Regions from separate parts of the Mus musculus genome. Here all the other regions are linked to region 1. The links are chromatin contacts, called in public promoter capture Hi-C maps. All regions are on one chromosome and are shown on one strand. Each heading gives the region's core, a stretch centred on a gene start, on an enhancer-like site or on the middle of the called end of the contact. The rest is flanking DNA. Distances are from core to core; before and after follow the strand shown. Region 1 holds the start of Inpp1 (inositol polyphosphate-1-phosphatase). Region 2 holds the start of Pgap1 (post-GPI attachment to proteins 1). Region 3 holds the start of Ccdc150 (coiled-coil domain containing 150).

Region 1 (4,139 bases), core at 818-3,317:
AGGCCGGAGCCTAGCAAACACAGAAGTGGATGCTCACAGTCAGCTATTGGATGGATCACAGGGCCCCCAATGGAGGAGCTAGAGAAAGTACCCAAGGAGCTAAAAGGATCTGCAACCCTATAGGGGGAACAACAATATGAACTACCCAGTACCCCCCAGAGCTCGTGTCTCTAGCTGCATATGTATCAGAAGATGGCCTTAGTCGGCCATCAGTGGAAAAAGAGGCCCATTGGTCGTACAAACTTTATCTGCCTCAGTACAGGGGAACGCCAGGGCCAAGAAGTGGGAATGGGTGGGGGATCGTGTGGGGGACTTTTGGGATAGCATTGGAAATGTAACTGAAATAAATACCTAATTAAAAATTATTTTTTATGATTATAACTGTGTGTATGTGAGCACACAGGTGTGCTGTGGCGCATAAATGGAGGCCAGAGCACAATTTTGGGGAGTCAGTCCTCTCTATTCACCATGTGGGTACCAGAAATCCAAGTGAGTTCATCAGGCTTGGTGGCATGCACTTTTACCTGCTGTGCCATCTCATCAGTTATGAGGTAAGACTTACCAGTTATCCAGCTCTTATAGCTGTGTGTTAGAGCTGCAAGAGACTGCTGCAATAGCAATGGCAGCCATAAACATGGAATTCTAAAAGTTTGTGGATTGACATCTAGATCCGGTTTGGTAAAAGGGTCACTAAGTGTGAGTGGCAAAGTTGACAGTGAGGAGGAGGAAATGTGCCTTGATCACCAGCAGTTTGCTCCAAGTGTTAATAGAGATCAGAGCAAGCAAGTGATCCAGTGAGATACGTATTGTAGGGTGGTCTCTGCACCTGCAGAGAAATGGGCTAGAGTCATAGCTCCTACTCTAGCCCCTCCCCAGTTCTGCTCCTAGATACAAATCTACTCCCATTTCCTTATGGTAAATGTCACATTTATATTATTCCTTGATTTTGCTGTCATGGATATGATTTCATAATTAATATCAGCTGTAACACCAAGAATGGACTTAAGAGAATGGAACTAAAGGACAATATGAGGATCTAGGCATGGTAGCACCCATCTGTACTCCCAGCACCCAGAAGGCAGAAGCAGGAGGATAGCGAATTTGAGGCCAGCAAGGGTTATAAAGTGAGACTCTTACCAAAAACAAAACAAAACAAAGTAAAAGTGAGAAAGAAGGCTGAATCCACTGAACCTGTGAGTGAATGGAAGGCGGATGGGGAATGGAAGTGGGTGAGGTGCCATCGCAGTACTGCGCATAAATAAATGGGAGCTTGGGGAGAGGTTGATGAGAAAGCCTGCAGGCTAGAATTGTTGAAGTGCTTCCCAGTTCCAGCCACAGAATAAATCACAGGGAAGCCGGATAAATCTTACCAGGACAGAAGGGCCCAGAGCACTCACAGAGACTCTGAGCCCCTTCTATCCCAAAGTTGAATGTTGCCCTTTTTAAAATTCTTACCCTTGCTGCCCTTTGTCCATCACCACCCATTTCTATTTCCACCTACCACTCCCAACTATATCTTTAAGTCACACTGAGCATTAGTTTAAAAGGGTTGCAGCAAGAGATGAGTTTCCCACCCAACATGTGCTTCTTGCCTGGCTGGGCCTTGACCCACAACTAATAAGGTCCAGAAGACACTGCTTTGACTAAACAAACATGTAGGAACCTAGACGCTTCTATTAGAACAGGGGGACTCATTCTAGCAGGAAGTCCAACTTCACAGCTTCAAACCATCTGTCAAACCCATAACACCAAGGGTTCAAATGAATGGAGGAGGAATATTCTCAAAGACTTTTTGGGTGCTTCTGAAGAAACAATGCACACCAAGAACTGTGGTTGAGGCAACCCTGACCTTTCTGGCCCTCTCAAGCAAATTGACAAAGCTTCACTTGTGACGTCGCGGAGGCCAGACTCAGGCTGGCTGGCGTGGGATGCCCTCGCCCGCCCCAGAAGCAAGAGGCCACCCGCCCCGGGGGAAAGAGGCGGGGCCGGGACCTGGCAGAAACTGGGCTGCACTGCTGGAGCCAAGAGAGGCAGGGCGCCTCCCCGCCTTCGCTGCGGTGACCTCCGGTGTTTTCCTGGCGGCTTGCCCTCCGGCTGTGCCCGCCACAGGAGGATTGCGCCAGGTCCCAGCGCGACCACCTCCAGGCGTTGGCACTCCCTTCCTCCTCTCTCGCCCCTCCTCCGCCTCTTCCGTTTCTCTGGGAAAGGCTGTATCCTCCTTGGGGCTCTGCATCCTCGCTTAGGTAATCCGCTTTCCTGCTTTCGCCACCCCTCCCCGGTGTCCAGCGTCTCCACCTCCGCGCATTTGGGTCCCCGCGAGCCTCGCGCGCTCCATCGCCTCTGCAGAGGGCAGGTGAGTCGGTCTCCGGCCGAAGGCTACTGGCCTCGGCGCCTGGGCCTGCGAGGTACCGGGTCGCTGCATCGAGGCCTCTCCGGCCTGCCCGTGCCCACCCACACAGAGCCCGAACCCCGAACCGAGAGGCTAAGCTCGCGGATCACGCCGCCCCCTTAGCTCTGCAGAAGCCACCGAAAGAAATCCAATCGCCCGCAGAGTAGCTTCTTCTGCTCGGTTCTTTCCATTCCTACCACTAGCCTCTAGGTTGAATGAGGTGATCTGAGAATGGTCAGAAGCAGAGGCCCAGGTTCCACGGGTAGGTGGCGTAGCTGTCAAGAAGTAGGGGAGCAGTTTGCCTGAGAGATGCTTCTAACGTGGATCCACGTTGACTGTCTCTAGAGACCCATTGGATGGGTGTAGACTAAACAGTCCGGGGGTATATTTTTTCTACATTTTGAAGTATGGTTTTGTGAGACATGTCTAGGCAGTGGGTGTGGACAGCATAGAAGGGTGTCATCTAAATTATCTAACCTGGCTTTGGTAAAAATCATATGGACTGTCAGACATGAGGTGTGAAAGAAAAATCTAGGGAATACACGTTAACAAGCGCGGTGTGTACTTTGGAGATTTCTGTCCTTAAAACTAGGACCGGAACACGTGGAAGTTTGCCCACTGTGTGAGGGTGTTCGCGTCAAAAGGACTGCGGCTTGAGGCCGTGCGGACAGGACTCTTAATATATATGTATCCCATGCAGAATGAATCTTTCTGTTTTGTTTTGTTTTGCTTTGCTTTTTTGGCTCCTTGCCCTTAATTCCCAGTTTTAATCAGATGGTAAGACTTAGGTCCACCCACCTGGTAACAATCTAAGGAAGAAAACAACCCCAGGGACTACTTTTGGCTGATGGACTAGCAAGATGACCTCAGTCAGGCATCTGAAAGTACAGAATGAAAGGGAAAATACAGGCAACGGGAAAGCCGATTTTAACCCCTGCACGTGCCTGTTTGCTGTTTTCTTAAGAACTTACATTTAAAGGACTTTTATAATACTTTTGCAGTTAATTCTTAGCAATGAAGAAGACTGTGTAAGACACATAAAGTTACACTTCAGTTTTTGAATAGACTAAGAACTCTTCTTTGCAAGTTTTTGAACTAAGCCACCACTTGCACCTTAGACTCTCACTCTGTAGTGTGAAGTTCATTATTGCACATTTAGATTATACTTGTACTTGGAGTAATTGGAGAAAAAATTCTAATTTATTTTTAGACACAGAAGGCCAATAAAAATACAAGCAATAAAGGTAAATCGTTATATAGGTATTTCCTCTTTTACTTCGATCTTGAATAATAATTAGAAAAATGATGCTTTATTCTATTTCATGTTACACCAAAACTGCCTAAAAGATAAATAAGTAATCAATTAAAAACAAACATCTTCCATTTTAAAGAGTGGCACAGATGTGGACTTTCCCCAGGTGGGAGTCTTGTATAAATGTCTTCCTTAAAATACTTAGGGTGTCCTAAGAAGCTCAGAATGACTCAATGTTGGGCTTTTGTCTGGGTTAGTTTGGAAATAAAAGTGTTGCTTCCTGTTTCTCACAATTAGTATGGAGTTGTGTTTCCTAAACGTAGCTGTTTACTAACAATGGAAGATAATAGTAGAAGGCTAGACAGAGGTGGGGAGGGGCATGGCTCACTGAAGAAGTAGTCCCTGTCTCAAGAACCCATACAAAAGGTGGGTAGGCCTAGCCTTCATCTAGCACTACCAGCATTCGGGAGGCAGAGGTGGATTCTTAGGACAGGCTGA
Region 2 (4,139 bases), core at 658-3,157, 1.7 Mb before region 1:
GAGATGGCTAGGATCCTAGAAGGTAATTGTTTAATAGTAACACTGACTGTCAGGTTGACAAGGGGTAGAGTTGTGAAGAAGGTTAATTTTGTCAACTGAATGGGATTTACAAAGACCTTGGAGACAAATCTGGAGACATGTCTGGGAGTGATTTTCTAGATTAAGTTAACTAAAATAGAAAAAAAACTCACCCTAACTTCCAAACCAGATAAAAATGGAAAGAGGGAGCTGAGCCCTAACATGCACCTCTCTTTGCTTCCTGTCTACAGCTGAAAACTGACCTGCTGCCTCAGGCTCTGCTGCCATAAATACCCTGCCACAATGGACGATATGTTGGAATTGTGAGCCAAAACAAACCTTTCCTTAAGTTGTTTGTCCCAGGGTATCATCACAGCATAGGACAAATAACTCCTATACCAAGGGGCACACCACAACATCCAAAACATACATGGTATGCCTTAAATGCTTATTAGCTAACTATTGCCCTGCTACTCAGTATTACCCAGACTTTCCTGGCCCTTCCAAATCTACCTCCATACCTCAAAGCAGCTCACCAGTCCATTTTCCCAGTCCTCTCTTTACAAATAGTCCGTATCTTGTAGCTAGGTGTATTTGCTTAGATATCCAAGTGTTTCTGTCTAGGGTTAAAAAAATTGTTACCCTTTTACCTTTGGATTGTAGCTTCTTGATGTGAATAGCAGGGTTTTGTATAAGATAAACAATTAGCTTCCTTTTCGGTCTTGAAATTCTTTGATTTCATGCATCCTATCCAGCTTTCCTCAAAATATTTGCTAGAAAATTAATCTAATAAAATAAAATTGAGTCAGTGCCAAAGATCATTCTAAGTAAAATTCTGAAGTTAGCAGCACGCACGCACGTGCACACACACACGCACACACACACACACACACACACACACACACAAAACTCATCTGCTGTCTGGTTAGCTTTAAGGGCTGACACCTCATAACATTTCAGCGTTTCGAAGCTGTTACAAGTATTATCAATGGGTTTAATTTGCTTTTTTAAAACCCCTTCCTTTGTGTAAAGACAAATGGAAATTCTTCAAAATGAACTAAGTTATGAGAAAGAGTGGAAGCTTGAGCAAAATTCTCTTCTAACGTCATTGTGGAACCAGTCCCCAGAGACATGGGGGACTTGGAGAGCACCTCAAGTCAGTGCCGACCTGGTCCTGCAGGTACCAACTGGGAACATCATGTTGGTAGGTATTTTTATATTGTTTTTTTTTTTTTTAGACTTCGTCTGATTAAGGCTTCCACCAAGAACAGGATTTCCTTTGACTGTCGTGTGTTTTGTTTCAATGAGCAGGTGTTGTTACTACCTACAGGGCCCAAGTCGGTGGTCTAAGAGGAAGGGGGAAAGCCATTTGTCTCTTCTGGAATCAAGCTAGTTGGTCCTTGAAGCGAAATTGCGGAGGCCCGAGATGGTTCAAAATTGAACAGGATGGGGTTTGAAACTGTTGCAGGGGAAGGTGTGCGTGACAGCCACCTGACACGCCTTTGATGTGCCGCCTCTCTTGGCCAGTTAGCTCTGAATCTCTAACAGTCTCTGGACTCTAGGGCGTTATCCTTGCCCCTGGCCAATTCCTGCGGTACCCACCCGGCCATTCCCTCTCCTGCCTCTGGGATCCCGCGCTCCCATCCCCCTCTCCCTTTCTTCCTCCACTCCCCGTCCCCCCGCCCCTCTCGCCCCCTCCCTTTTCTCTCCATGCCCTCCAGCCCAGCCCACTCCGCTTTCTCATTCCATTTTTTAGGCACACAATCTCGCTCACGCTGCAAACGCCCACAGCCCCCTCCTCCGTGGGCGGCACCGCGGGCCGGCTGCTCGCAGTTGCGCAGGCGCGCTGAGCGGCAGGCGAAGGGGAGGGGGTGCTGGCGGGCTCCGCGCAGGCGCGCGCTGCTCAGCTGGGCACGGCTTGGCACCGGAGTCTTTCCCTCGCTCTGTCTAGGCTGCCGAGCTTCTCCTGGTGTAGAGGCGCTCGTCTGCACCATGTTTCTCCACTCAGTCAACCTCTGGAATCTGGCGTTCTATGTCTTCATGGTGTTTCTGGCGACCCTGGGGCTGTGGGATGTCTTCTTCGGCTTCGAGGAAAACAAGTGCAGCATGAGCTACATGTTCGAGTACCCCGAGTACCAGGTACGGCCCTCCCTTACCTGCGCGCCCACACCTCCCGGGCTTCTCTCGGGCTCAGATGGAACGCTCCGACTCGGAGCTCTCCTGGCACTCGAAGTCTCCTGCTTCGTGCTGGGCAGGGCATCCTCGCCTCCGCGACCCCTCGTCCCCCACCCAGACTCCGGACCCCGACTTCTGACCGCCAGAGAGCCAGCTCTGGTCCCTCTCCCCAATCCTTATACTTCCCGGACCCTCCTTTGCTTGCAAGGAGATGATTTCTCTTCGCGCCCAGTGATGGGCGTGCGTCAGATTTCGCTTTTCTGGAAAGAAGCAGCGTCTTGCAGAGTTGCCAAAGCTGATTTAAAAAAGAGGCTCTGAGGTTTTACCTCTGGGTGAAGTGACAGACTGGCCTGATTAATAATTAAACTGAAAACTATCTAGTTTTCCTCCGGTGGAGAATTTTGCCGATCCACCTGTTCTGTAGGTTTTGAGTCCGTGGGTGTGTGAGTGTGCGTACCTGTGTTTTCGCATGCCTCTGAACAGTCAGTGACCTGCATAATCGATTACGATATCTGTTATAATCGGTTGCATGTACATTCTGGTGTTATTTTGTCTTCTCACTGGGTTTAACAGGATCTGCCTCCTCTTTCATCGCCCCCCCCCACCTCCTCTGTTCTAATTTGAATGCTTTCATTAATTGCTTCATTTGTTCCGCGTAGTAGAATCTAAAATTTCATTCATGACCAGCAGTAGAAAGAGATGATAACAAATTACACAGCTGTCAGGAGAAATTCCCTTTGGTGATATTTTTCTTGAGATTTCTAAATGAATCTAAATTTTGGAATATCTATTATAATAACTCCTATAAAATATGCATAATACATTTTGATAAGGTGCATTCTTAGTATACTTTTAGGATCATAGCAGATTTTTTTTTCTGTCGATAAAGAATGAAAATCAGGATTGAGTCTGTGTACAGGTCCTTATAGAGGGAGCCTGTTTGATGCTCTCTTATTTACATTTAAAAACTGAAGTTTAAGTTGCTGAGGAGCAAGCATCCTTTCCCATGGATATTTTCTAGTAGATGAGTTCCTACCTTGATTTTGCATCAGTGGTTATGAGGGAAAGTGAACACTGCATTTCAGATGCTTTTGGAGATTTTTAACAAGTTAGTGTTAATTCCAAAGCTAATGAACTGATATGATGTTGGCTTATGTTCATTAGAATCTTAATAGTTAAAAATAAGAACTTTAGGGTTTTTTTAAAAACTGAAAATAGAGTTTATTTTAGTTCTCTTTCATTGCCTATGATTTAATAATTTGAAAACTCGGTAATATTGAAGCAGGTCGCTTTAGTGTAGTACTGTATTCAGTGGTTACAATAAAATCATTTTGGAACAATAGTTTCCATTTATTTTTAGATTTCCCACAATTATTTGGTCTGTTTTAATATTTGCAGTAGTAGAAATTGCCTCCATGTTCAGAACAAAGCATATGGATCTCACAGATGGGCCTTGTGCCTCATGAAATTGACTAGAAAGAGAAAATTAGTGTCATTGAGACAAAAGAGCTAGTGGGCTTTTTTTGTCGGTATGTAGTTATTTTGGTACAAATTGCTGTTTTGGAGTTTGACACTTAATAATTTGTGTGCACAGTAATAATCATAGTGGTGGAAGTTTTAGTACACATTTTTAGCAGACTTTGAATGAATTATGTTATTTTACAAACAGAATTAAGGCCTACCTATAGAAATGAGCCCTTTTGAATAAATATTGAGATTTTTAAGAGCCAAGTGGCTTTCTTATGAGTAAAGCTGTACTAAAGATAGCTTATCTCTTGCCTTCTAGATTAGCATTTCTGAAGCTTTCTAATTGTTTGCAGGTTGGTGTCCAGCAGGTGGCATGACCTCCTCTTGATATCTCATCCTTCTTGAGGCCTTTTTCTTTTCTCTTTTTAAAAGTTGCTTATTTGGGAATGCCAGGGCCAGGAAAAAGCAGGGAGTGAATG
Region 3 (4,139 bases), core at 553-3,052, 1.4 Mb before region 1:
AGTGAGAGGTCCTATCTCAAAATAATGTAAGGAGTGTTCAGGAAAGACCTGCATGTAGACGCAAACAAATAGACACAAAGACATATACACCTATGCATACGAGTGCACACACACACACACAGAGGGGAAGAGAAAGGAAGAAAAGGGAAGAGGGAAAAAAATGGGGGGGGGGGGAGGTCAGGGGAGGGAAAGGGAGAATGAGAAAGCTATGCTTCTGAGTCAAAAAGTAAAGACAGAAGACAAGCCTGTCCACGGGAGTGCACGAGGAGTTACCCAGGTCGCTGGAGTAAGGCCTCTCCAGAGACCAGTGTTAAGGGCAAATTTTTGGCTGGTGTCAGAACCAGAAAAAGGGAGAAAGGAGGCAGCAAAAGAAAAAAGCTGCCTTTCTGGGATCTCAAAAAACACACAAGCTTACCAGGAAGGGTCTGCTAAGGAAGGAATACATAAATGCATCTCATTACGGTTTATTTATTTACTTATTTTAGGTTTGAGGCAGGGTCTTGTGTAGCTCAAGCTTCCCTCAAACTCGATGTGAGGATGACTTTAAACTTCTCCTCAGGTCTCTACCTCCCAAGGCTAGAATTACAGGCACACACTACCAAATGGTCTTGGCAGGCACTCCGCTGTGCAATAACCCAGGTTCCTCCCATCTTAGGTCTTGTATGTTCCTTTCTACCTTCTGGCTTCAGTTCTCTCTCTTCAGATGACAAAATAGAATTTAGTCCTATGCAGGTGAAGTGCCTGCTTGTCTTCATCAAACCATGGACCAAGTCGTGTGCAAAAGGGGTTATTGGCATTAATCGTACTATGGCATTTGTAGCATAGACTGAGAGACACCACATTTGTATTCATGTCTCTAAAGGGTTTCTAGATATCTGCTGTCAGCATCAGAATGGATCTTACTGTCGCGGAGCATGCAATTTCTGTCGGAGGAAGGAAACGGGTGTGTGTTATGTCCCAAATGGTGCCTGGAAAGCAGCTAGTTTAAAATAGCCCTTTATTTGTCCCTGTGTATAATTCCCTAGCACGGGGGAAGTCCACAAACCAACCAACCAACCAACCAACAAAACCCCAAGAATCTGTGTTTGACCCACGTTGATTCACGTAGGGTTACAATCCTTTTGTTGGTGTTGTTGAGCCTAGCATAGTATCTTGGCTGTTGTGGGTGCCAAACACGACAATACTTAACAAACATCTATCTCCGCTCAAGCAAGAAACAGTGTACAAATACAAATGGAGACGCCTCACGTCCAGGAAGCAAACCAGGGAGGATAACAAGTGGCAGAAAACCATGCCTTAATGTTGAAAAAGCCTTCGCCAGGAACCTTCAACTAACTGTATACCTAAATGGGGAACAGCAACTAAAGTAGAGGTCTCAGCGGCTGGCCACCCTTCTGCAGCTGTGGTCCAACCAAGGCCAACTTAACCTGGCTTGTTTTCACAGCCAGGCAGGGTGCTGAAGCAAGGTAAACCGAGGCTCTAGAGGTCTCCAGGGCCGGACTGGACTCGGGCTGGGAGGGAAAGGAACCTTGTTCTGAGGCGTGGTCTCTCCCCCTAAGCCGCCCACCTCAGTTTCCTGTGTGGGCCCGGCAGCCTCACCCCTGATTCATCCAACAGCCCGTAGCTCGGTCCTCCAGGCAGCAAGTTTGTTTCCATGGAACTAAAACAGCTCTTTAAACCAACCCGCTCGCCAGCAGGGTTGCTCCGGCACGCAGGCGCACCCGAGGTGAGGCATGCCGGGAAGTGTAGTTTTCCCGGCCCAGCAGGGCCCTCCACTTGGGGAGGGACCCTGGCCGGAATCCCTCAGTGCTCCGGGAAACGCGAGACCACGTGACCCGGATGACGCCAAACTCCATTGTGTTTCCAGCAGAGCACGCTGGGAAACGTAGTTGCTGCCCTCTCCTCGATTGGGTCGGCTTTGCCCTAATTACTAGGCGCACCCTGCAGGAAGCAAGAAGAGGCCAAGATCAGATGTTTTCAGTTGTTGGAGAACCAGAGGACCAAATAACGTATGAACTATGAGAAACTAACAAATATTTTGTTAATGAACACAAGAATGTAAAAAAAATCAGCTCGTTCTTGTCAAAAGAATCCACTCGGTCCTCTTTCATAACGATCAGGTAGAGAGTAAGCCACGCAGACGCTACTCTCTAGTCTTCTGTCTCTTCAGCGTAGATTTTGATTCCTTGTTGACAGGTAAACGAAGCCGGTGGAAAGGGAGGAAGGAAGGGAAAGAAGGGAAAAGCCGGGGAAGGAGAAAAAAGGTGTCATGTTTTTCAGTTTTGCCTTAAAAGTGTTTACACTTCGTGAAAACCCTCCTATAGTTAAGAACGTGGTATTCAACTTCACCTGAGTTTCAGGACACAGGACCAAATGATTGGTACCCCACACAGGGCAATCAAAGCTCTTCCTTCTGGCTGAGGGAATAAACCTGATAAACCTAGTCTGAGAGTTGAGTCTGAGAGTTGTCACTTCGCAGGTGTCTTGACAGAAATGCTATTCTGATTCTTTTGGTGACTGGGGCCTCCTGAGCAGGGGGGAGGATACCTGCCCATTGAGCCACAGCTGTTAAGACATTCATAAGACTGTGAATGACCCATGAAAAGAAATGCCTTTGTTCAAAAACAACTTTAAACATAAAAATGAAAACGCATTAGTGCAAAAAAAAAAAAAAAAAAAAAAAAAGCTGGTAATTTTCAGTGTATATATGATTTCACTTCCATTCAACAAGATTTTTCTGTAGAACAGATGAAGGACACATGTATGCACTCCCCAGAAAAGCCTCAGGCTTTGGTGAGATGAGAAAATTCACAAGCTCACGTCTCCCGATTAGGCAGTAGTCAGAGAGTTAAACTGAATTAAGTCGGTGCCTTTCACTTCTTGTGTCCATCACCTGGCAAGTAAGAATTTAGGTCAAACAATTGCAAAGTTGGAGAAATGGATTTAAAATTTTCAATATTGATAATAAATTTATCAGCTAGAGATTCGGTTTCTCTTTAATTGAAAATTCATCACATTCAACATCTAATTTTGTGGTTGGTTTGGGTGGATATTTTTGTTTATTTGTTTGTTGGGTTTTTACTTTTTGAGAGTCATGTTAATATAGTCTAGGTTGGCCTTGAACTCAAGAAAATTCTCCTGTTTCAACCTCCTGAATGATAGTTTCAAACATATATTGCCATACTCTGCTTCTAATGTTGTCTTTGAAGAGACTAGACACACTTTATTTTTTTTGATCTCCCTCCAAATTTTCAACTAATTTTAAAATGTTGACTTGTGCTCGCTTCGGCAGCACATATACTAAAATTGGAACGATACAGAGAAGATTAGCATGGCCCCTGCGCAAGGATGACACGCAAATTCGTGAAGCGTTCCATATTTTTAATAATCAGAACAACAAATGCACTAAATAAAGATAGAATACTAAAAGCAGTAAGGGGAAAAGGTCAAGTAACATATAAAGGCAAGCCTATCAGAATTACACCAGATTTTTCACCAGAGACTATGAAAGCCAGAAGAGCCTGGGCAGATGTTATACAGACACTAAGAGAACACAAATTCCAGCCCAGGCTACTATACTCAGCCAAACTCTCAATTACCATAGATGGAGAAACCAAAGTATTCCACAACAAAACCAAATTCACACATTATCTCTCCACGAATCCAGCCCTTCAAAGGATAATAACAGAAAAAAACCAATACAAGAACGGGAACAACGCCCTAGAAAAAACAAGGTGGAAGGTAATTCCTCAACAAACCTAAAAGAAGACAGCCACAAGAACAGAATGCCAACTTTAACAACAAAAATAACAGGAAGAAACAATTACTTTTCCTTAATATCTCTTAACATCAATGGTCTCAACTCCCCAATAAAAAGACATAGACTAACAAACTGGCTACACAAACAAGACCCAACATTTTGCTGCTTACAGGAGACACATCTCAGAGAAAAAGATAGACACTACCTCAGAATAAAAGGCTGGAAAACAATTTTCCAAGCAAATAGTATGAAGAAACAAGCTGGAGTAGCCATCCTAATATCTGATAAGATTGACTTCCAACCCAAAGTCATCAAAAAAGACAAAAAGGGGCACTTCGTTCTCATCAAAGGTAAAATCCTCCAAGAGCAACTCTCAATT

What was found. Promoter capture Hi-C pulls out the DNA fragments that hold promoters and counts their contacts.
Region 2: a promoter capture Hi-C map of pre-B cells shows a contact between it and region 1. The contact joins the promoter of Pgap1 here to the promoter of Inpp1 in region 1. A contact is called at or near these places in 2 of 39 promoter capture datasets (liver and pre-B cells) and 1 of 115 datasets of contacts at active chromatin or transcription factors (astrocytes).
Region 3: a contact with region 1 is called in a promoter capture Hi-C map of embryonic stem cells. The contact joins the promoter of Ccdc150 here to the promoter of Inpp1 in region 1. A contact is called at or near these places in 4 of 39 promoter capture datasets (embryonic stem cells, hippocampal neurons, liver and 1 more) and 1 of 115 datasets of contacts at active chromatin or transcription factors (astrocytes).

The regions. Positions count from the first base shown.
Region 1 is chr1:52,815,616-52,819,754 of GRCm38.p6, reverse strand. It overlaps Inpp1 (inositol polyphosphate-1-phosphatase), which reads left to right and starts at 2,067. Exons shown (of 6, transcript NM_008384.2): 1 at 2,067-2,353.
Region 2 is chr1:54,555,452-54,559,590 of GRCm38.p6, reverse strand. Pgap1 (post-GPI attachment to proteins 1) reads left to right here and starts at 1,907. Exons shown (of 27, transcript NM_001163314.2): 1 at 1,907-2,157. The coding sequence starts at 2,011.
Region 3 is chr1:54,248,346-54,252,484 of GRCm38.p6, reverse strand. Ccdc150 (coiled-coil domain containing 150) reads right to left here and starts at 1,802. Exons shown (of 28, transcript NM_030025.2): 1 at 1,600-1,802. The coding sequence starts at 1,656. It overlaps Gm51622 (a long non-coding RNA gene), which reads left to right and starts at 1,872. Exons shown (of 3, transcript XR_003947818.1): 1 at 1,872-2,196. It overlaps Gm25829 (a small nuclear RNA gene), which reads left to right and starts at 3,277; the gene lies at 3,277-3,383.